2 separate regions of the Siniperca chuatsi genome follow, and region 1 is linked to region 2. The links are chromatin contacts, called in public Hi-C maps. All regions are on one chromosome and are shown on one strand. Each heading gives the region's core, a stretch centred on a gene start, on an enhancer-like site or on the middle of the called end of the contact. The rest is flanking DNA. Distances are from core to core; before and after follow the strand shown.

Region 1 (4,008 bases), core at 1,493-3,992, 200 kb before region 2:
ATTTCTGCAGGTGGTACACAGGAGTATGATTGGTATTTCACATCACAAGGCCGTCTTAACAGTCTCACCGTGAAATGGGCTCTTGTTAGCATGCGGTGAGGTTGTTAAATCCATGCTACACAGTCTCATCCAGGCATTAAAAACATAAATACTGTTAAGACTAATTACATTTCCTGTCTTTTATATGGAGTTTTAAATGTAGGCTAAGGTACTAGCACATGAGCACACCTAACTCGACATGACTTCTGACCTTCAGTTACTCAGTCCTTAGAATAGTGTAATAGTGTCAGTGGAAGGAGGGGACATTAGGCCAATCAAATATTACAACATCATGTGCTCTTTGGGTTATATGGGGGGTTTTTGGGTTATATCAATAGGAGGGGCTCGAACTGATTTAGAAAAGGCAAGTGACATTTACGTTGTGAGCTTTGCCCACTAAGCAAGGCAACAGACTTTTTCATGGTAGACATTTTGACTGGCCACAGCAGGAAAGGTGGAACTGATAACATTATTCATGACTCAGTACCAATTGAATTGAATGTCCCAGGAAACCATATCAGTGAGCCATAAAGCACACTGCAGCTAATGCTAATTACTGTTATTAATCACACCTGTGCGTTTCCTGTAGTGACATGTCAAAACGTCAGCCGTGAAAAGTGCCTATAGCAGACAGACAGAGAACTGAAGACGCTTTGAGAAGTAGCAATACTGAGAGCCTGAGACAGTCGTGTAGTTGGAAATTCAGGGAAATGTAACGTTGTGTGTAAGAGACTGGCTTGTGACCGCTGGCAGTTTTGCACTCACTGAGCTAAACAGACATGAGTACGGCTGCAAAGTGTCAACAACATAGTAACTGTAGAGCAGGTACCGCACACCTGTCGTCCGAACTACAGCAGCCGTTGCACACGTTGTATGTTAACGTTCTTTGGTGGAAAAAATACCGCTAATATAAACGCACCTTTAGCCAAGGAATACTTGCAAAATTTTCATAACCGCGTTACTGTCGTTATAATTTGTGTGTGAGAAAGGAACTGTTACAGTTACAGTAACGCTATAGCTAACAGCTACCTTGCCACTAGCTAACCTAAGTTAGGTGAGGTGATTTCAGCTAACGTACATGGCACACAACGTTAAACATTTAAGCTGATGTAAAAGCTTACCGTTGTAGTATATAGGCCAGCAACTGTCATTCAATCATGTGCCCGGTTCGCCGAGTAAAAACGGCTGACAACGTCAATAATATGACTAGCAAGCTAGCTAACGTTAGTAGCAGGTAGTTTAAATGATGTAGATGCAGGGCCCGGCTCTGATGTCACCCCTTCATGTAACCTCAGTCAAGTCCTTTGACAATAAGGCTTTGGAAGCAGATAATAGGTAATTATATTCTCATTTCTCTTAATATGGTCCCGCAGTGTGTAAATAAACAGTGATGAGCGCATCAGTAGCTTCCTGTACCAGAGATACAAAGCGAGACGATTGACAGCTCCCAGACTGCACTGCAGATTAGCTGTACGTCCAACTGCTCCAGTCTTCCGCCTCTCTGCTCTGCGGAGTCACCATGGAAGTCACCCACAGTTGCACCAAAGAATCTCGGAGGTTAAGTTCTCTGTCTTCACAATAAAAGCTGAATATTTTTCAGATTTGAAAAGTTCAACTTCGGCTTCAGCAGTTACAGCGTCTGCGTATTTTAGCACGTGTTATTGTTTTGTATTATTTTAATCAAGTTACCTAATGGTTCGACTGTTAAGCTGCAACACATACTCTTGCCTTTAATCTCTGGAGACATACAGTCTTATAAATTGCACATTCGAATATTTTATGTCCAAACAATAACAACAAATAATAATAAAACCCCTTTTGACAAAGTAGTTTTTCACTAATTTTCCCTCCTGGGTCTGAGCAGGAGGTCTTGCTACCATGCACTGTAGAGGGAGTTTCTGGAGGCCATAATTTAGCTGAGTTGTGGAAGCAACATTACTCTGCTTTATTTAATTGTGTTAAAAGTGAGCCCTACAAAGCGGGCAATATTGCCAACAGTGATACATTGGGAATCACAACCAATGAGCAATAATACAAGCAATAATACAGCTTTCTGAGAATAAAGCAAGTGGTTCAGATCTAATCACTGCAGAGCACCTTAAGTTTGCAAGCCCCAAAGGTTGCAGCTCTTCTTGCCATTTGTTTTATGGCTTTATGACTCATGGACTGTTGACAGACTCTACGTTGTCTGTTACTCTTGTGCCTGTCATCAAGGACAGAGCTGGCAAGGATGGGAGCCTGGATAGTTACAGGCCAATTGCACTAGCCAGTGTGGTATCTCACAGCCTGGAAAGGACTCTAGTAGATCGTTTATGTGAATATATTGATACCACAGACAACCAGTTTGGCTTCAAGGCTAAGCGTGGCACTGAGTTGTGTATCTATGCCTTGAAAGAAGTAGCTGAAATGTATAGAAGGCAAAATTCCTCTGTTCTTCCTCTGTACTGGTATGCCAACCAGAGTGTGCAGGTCAAATGGGGCAATAGAGTCTCTGCTCCCTTTGGATGCTGGTAATGGAGTATGACAAGGGGGGGCTTTTTATCTGTCAGGGTAAGTGCTATGTGTTTGTAAAACAAAACATCTCGGGCACTTCATTACAGATCAAATGTCAGATGCCGATGGCATGTATAGGCAGTGCCTGTAGGCTATTATATGAACTGAACTAACACTTTTTTATTTTGAAATGTCTGACCGGATGCTCTTCTCTTCCTATGGTGTACTTGATACCGGCTGTATCGTCACCCAACTACCAACCTCTGGATTCTGCTAGGTTAAATCAGATAGATGTGCTTTTATGTTTGTTTTACTTTGGATGCTATAGTGCTATCTAACGTCACCTGGCCGCACTGAGTTTTTATTAGTGCATGATTTAATTATTATTATTATTTTTTAATTCTTTCTGAATATTGCGCTGCGTTAATGGCAGACTCGGAGATGCCAGCCAAACCACATGGAGTTGGAGTCTTCATAGAGCTGAGAAAAAGGCTTCAGAGTGGACTACTTATTGTCGGGTAATTATGATAGAAAGCTAAACAGTTACAGTTGGGTCATATTATTCTATTACGTAACATTATTCTGTTTCTTGGCAAGTTATACAAGCTAGGCTAGCTAAGAGCATTAGCTAACTTAGCCCAATAAATGTGGACTGATGCTGCAGCGTCGAGATGAGTTGCTAAATGTTATGTGTCTGTTTCACTGACATATTCAAAACTCTAATGTTAGCTAACCACTGTTACTGCTACTGTTATTTCGCCACTTTGTTTCATGCCACTGTTGTTGGACACTTTGCAGTTGCATCATGTAGCAGCCCTTACCACATTTTTAATGTTGACGATATGTCCCTAATCCTCAAAGACACCTATCTATCTCTCTATATATCTGTCTTGACATTATAAAAGGTGGCACATTAAATTAGTCCTATTTGCCATCTTTTAATTTTGATGGATGTCATAAATGTGTAAAAGAGGCTACATGAGAAATACAAACTGGGCTTGTCTGTAGAACTAAGTGTAAAACTGTGGTTCCTGCTTATTGTATCTTAAAACATGTAGAAAAGTAGCTAATTGCATCATGAGAGGAGGTTTTGCATATGGTACATGTGGAGTGTTTATCAGTGGTGGGGTAACTATGTGCATTTACTTACTTAAGTACTATGTGCATGTACTTAAGAACAATTTTGAGGTATGTGTACTTATTTGAGTATTTCCATTGAATGCTGCCTTATAGTTCTACTCCTCTGCATTTCAAAGGGAAATGTTGTACTTTTCACACCACTATATTTATTTGAGAGACAGCCATAGTTACTAGTTACTTTCCAGATTAAGATTTTACGTGCAAAACACAAGATCACTTTATAAAATATGATGCATTATTATAGATTAAACTATGCAACAGTATATTACGCTGTTTAATTTTTTCCAACTTGACAATCTACAACATTAAAGTACACCTACATATATAATAATGATC
Region 2 (3,940 bases), core at 795-3,294:
ATGTAATGCAATAACACACTAACAAGGAACAACATGTGTAACTAACACAAGATTTACATTTCTACATCATGATGTTCCTGGACATACAGTCATACAATTGTGACACAGAGTAAGATTATTTTAGCAAGACAATCAAATATTTTAAAAGGTGCAATGTTTAATTAGATATATCTAATCTGTAGATTAGTGTGACGCATCCCATTATAGTCCAACATTTTGCATGGCTCGCATCTAGTCTTACACAAATGATTTAAAAGCCAGTGTTTGATGATAAATTAGGTAAAAGGGTAGATTTTCATATAATAACAGCTATAAAATTCCATTTCCTGTTTTAGCATCCTACCTGCTGTTGGATCACTGGCCAGAGTGTTGTCCAAGGCACTTGTAACTGACTGGAACAAGTTCATCTTTTGGGTGGGACCTAAAAGGGTTTTAAGATTAAAAAAATAAACTGTTTAAAAGGATCTGACACAAGCAACAATTAATATGACAAACAGTACACTGTTATACACAACTATAAGTGACCAGACCAGTTATTGCAGGAAAGAAACCACATTAAGGAAACTTGGCAGTGATTCACTGCCTTCAATCGATGGGACACACACTTCTTTGTTACAGAAAAGGAACTACTAGCAGTTTCTCAACACTGGGTTGTCTTTCTGGATCCAGTAGAAATGTTGAGTGTATGTTCATGTCTTTTAAGAGTACCAACATCCTGGTCAAATGAACTGTAGGACAAACAATGAGCTCATACCTTGTTTGGGACTGACTCACACTATGAGAGATCACAGATACCATTCTTTTGTGTGATAAGGCCACGTCAAAAGTTCGTTAGAGCTGTCATGCTATAATGACCTGATGCACCATGCAGTGCTTTCATTTCAATAAAATGTCAAGAAGCTTTACCATTTAAGCCTACGCCATCTTGTACCAGGTAGTCGAGCTTACTAGCAATGGCAGCATTAACATTTTAAAACAGAGTTCTGCCTTAGCTATAGTTAACCAACATTATTCCATACAGCAGGTATCATGGTTAGAAATCGGCTCTCTTGCTTTTAAAGACCCCCTCCAGTCCAGTGTGTTTTGCTTATTGTTACTTGACTTGGATGTTTGAGCTTCGCTGTGCAAAATGATGTATGTATGCGCAGACTTTGACACTAGAAGGATGTTTTAAAGTTCTTTAAAGATCTGCTGTAGGGGAAAGTTTCTCTGAGCTCACCTTAAATCTCAGTTTGACACGTGTATGTATGAGATGATTTTTGTACACAAGAGTTATGTAGAAACCTGAAACTTCCAATGGACGTACACTGAGAATGGACTTTCAGTGAAGTGGGAGACATCTTGTGTCTAAAAGTTACACTTCTGAAATTAACAACATTTTACATATTCATAAAAGCTAGATTTTCAGTGAGAGAGAAGGAGTAGATGTAAATTAAAGAATTTTCAAATAAGTAATTAAACATTTTAGTGGAACTAACATACCAGACACAAATTTATTTCTAAAAATGTTTAGAGGGGATCTTTAAATATTTGGTGCAAAGCGTTGAACCTGTAACGTTACCGACTGTGCGGTTAAATGACTGACATGGGACAACTGAATAGATAACGTTTGAGTAAATACAACCTTTTCTTATCTCCTAACCAGAAACTGTTCACAATTCTGGTAAGTCACTTGTCTTTTTAGCTTAGTAGCTAAACTATGGAAGCTTCCAGTGCTATAACTTTACAAGTCTCTCCTATTAACGTAGCTAACGTTAGCCGGCTAACCAGACACTCACCATATTGTGTCGGGACAGGGTCAGGCTGGTAGGTAAAATGCGTTGCATGTCTTCGCTGTGTTTTTGTATGGGAGTTGCAGCTCGGCGACAATTTCAGCAGACTGGCACCAAAAGAGCTCTGAGCCCCGGTGCCAATACCAGAGACGCAAAGTTTCGAGTTTGCACCTCGGATGAAGAACCGTGCAGCAGCCGCCATCATTGTTGTTATGGCTGACTGGGAAGGGTAAGGTGAATCAAAGTGTGAAGATCGTCTAGTAAAGCGAGACAGCATCACTCAGTGGAGAGAAACTGCATTATATTCCGGCATCTAGCCGAAATCCTGTTTGCATACAACATCGATATCCCGAGGGGTTTTGAACAATATATTCGTATATTTATTTTGTTTAAATTTTAAGAGCTATTATAGTAGATACCCATTTAGTTTAGAATATGGTGAGAAAATCCCTTTTATCTTGTAGAAAGAGCGTCGGAAAAGTGAAACAGAGGCTAGTATGAGAAGGAAAAGGAACGTCGTCTCTCTGTGGTACCCCGGAATAGTGGCAGAGTGACAACTCCTCTTTCCTCCTCTCCAGCCGCCATGAGCAAATGAAGGTTGTGATTGGTCATAAAGGAGGGCGGCGTGCGTCGTAGAGATTTTGATACTGTCAGTGAGCACACTAATGAAAGTGGCCTACAGATATACAGTATACACGTGAATATGAAAGTGGCCAAATTCACGTCAGTCACACGCAGCCGTTTCAGTCTTGGGTTTACGTAGAGAAGTCTGCATCAGCTTTCTAAAAGTTGACTGCACTTTTACCCCATTCTTCAAGTACTCAGGCTCTCATTACCTTTCAAGTCCTGACACACTTGATTGTATTGAGGTCTGCACTCCTTCTGGTAATGTGCGGCATTTATAGCGTTTGGTATGATGGTCAATAAGCTCAGTTGTCACACGAACATCAGCTGTGATCAGAACCACAATGCAATACAATACTCCATTCAAAGTAAAAGTCACAAATTAGGATATACACAAGAAAAAGTATTAGCATTAGTAAACTATCAATAGGAAAAGCATGCATTGCTTTCAGTGTTATTGCAGGAGGTCTTATGTTGAAGGCGGTTTAACTATATGTTCCAGCTGTAATGTGAAAAGAAACATGGACACTGTGTTTCTCTTGGTATCACCAGATATGACCTGTACAGAATATAGTTTTCTATTACTGACTGCATATTTACATCATACTGCTGTAAGCCACAAAGTATATAAAGTAATAGATAAAGTAAGTGGTTATTTTAAAGTCCAACAAATGTAGAACTGTGCTGATAAATGTACAGTGAAGTAAAAAGGACAATAGGCTTCTTCCTCTGAAATATAGTGGTCTGTACATACATACACTACTTTAGTAAATGTACCTTATACCTCTGCTTAACTGCACCTGATGATGTCATTTATTAGTAGTGATTAAATAACAGTTTTATTATTGATTATTATTATTTCTGATTCTGATAGGCATCTTCTTTTCACATCATATTATAGACAAAGGGGCATCACTATTTTCAGGTAAACCTCTGAAGAAGTTTCCATATAATCAAGGCTGGATGAACAATGGGGCAAAAGGTGATTGGTTTTGGGTATTTTGACTCATTGCAAATGTGTTAGTCGATTTCCACCACTAAAGTACATCCACATCAATGTGTCAACCAAGGCAGGTGATGACGGGGGTCAACAGGGGCTCTACAAGGCATTTTTGCCCCAGGGCCCCCAAACAGGTTGATCCAACCATGCATATAATGGGGCCCATCACAGTTTTTGTTAATAATTAACGGTGTTCAAATGATCATAAACTGAATGAATCACTCATTCACATTTTTTTATAGGTTATAGTTGATGTTTTAGTTAATTTAGCTGAATTCAAAAGATTCAATCAATCAGATCATCATTCAGATCAATTCATAGATTGATATGTATACTTAAAATCTTGCAAGATTTAACACACTAATAAAAATGTGATAAAATAAATAACAAAAATGTGATCAAAATCAATATATTACAAGCAATGACAGCAAAATCTACTTGAAACTAATTAATCATCTGACTTATTCATTATAAAAGAAAATTTAAAAAGTTTTGAATTTATGTTATAAATTAATAATACATAGAACAGATGAGGGTTCAGGTT

Evidence for each region. Hi-C and Micro-C count contacts between places; a contact is called where the count stands out from the background.
Region 1: a contact with region 2 is called in a Hi-C map of skeletal muscle, with 6 times the contacts expected there. The contact joins the promoter of ube3d here to the promoter of bckdhb in region 2. A contact is called at or near these places in 2 of 3 Hi-C or Micro-C datasets (skeletal muscle and an unstated tissue).

What each region holds. Positions count from the first base shown.
Region 1 is chrLG9:23,931,196-23,935,203 of ASM2008510v1, reverse strand. It overlaps ube3d (E3 ubiquitin-protein ligase E3D), which reads left to right and starts at 2,742. Exons shown (of 10, transcript XM_044208625.1): 1 at 2,742-3,050. The coding sequence starts at 2,959. It overlaps dop1a (protein dopey-1), which reads right to left and starts at 1,585. Exons shown (of 37, transcript XM_044207965.1): 1 at 1,161-1,585.
Region 2 is chrLG9:23,729,613-23,733,552 of ASM2008510v1, reverse strand. bckdhb (2-oxoisovalerate dehydrogenase subunit beta, mitochondrial) reads right to left here and starts at 2,044. Exons shown (of 11, transcript XM_044207847.1): 1 at 1,779-2,044; 2 at 344-421. The coding sequence starts at 1,977.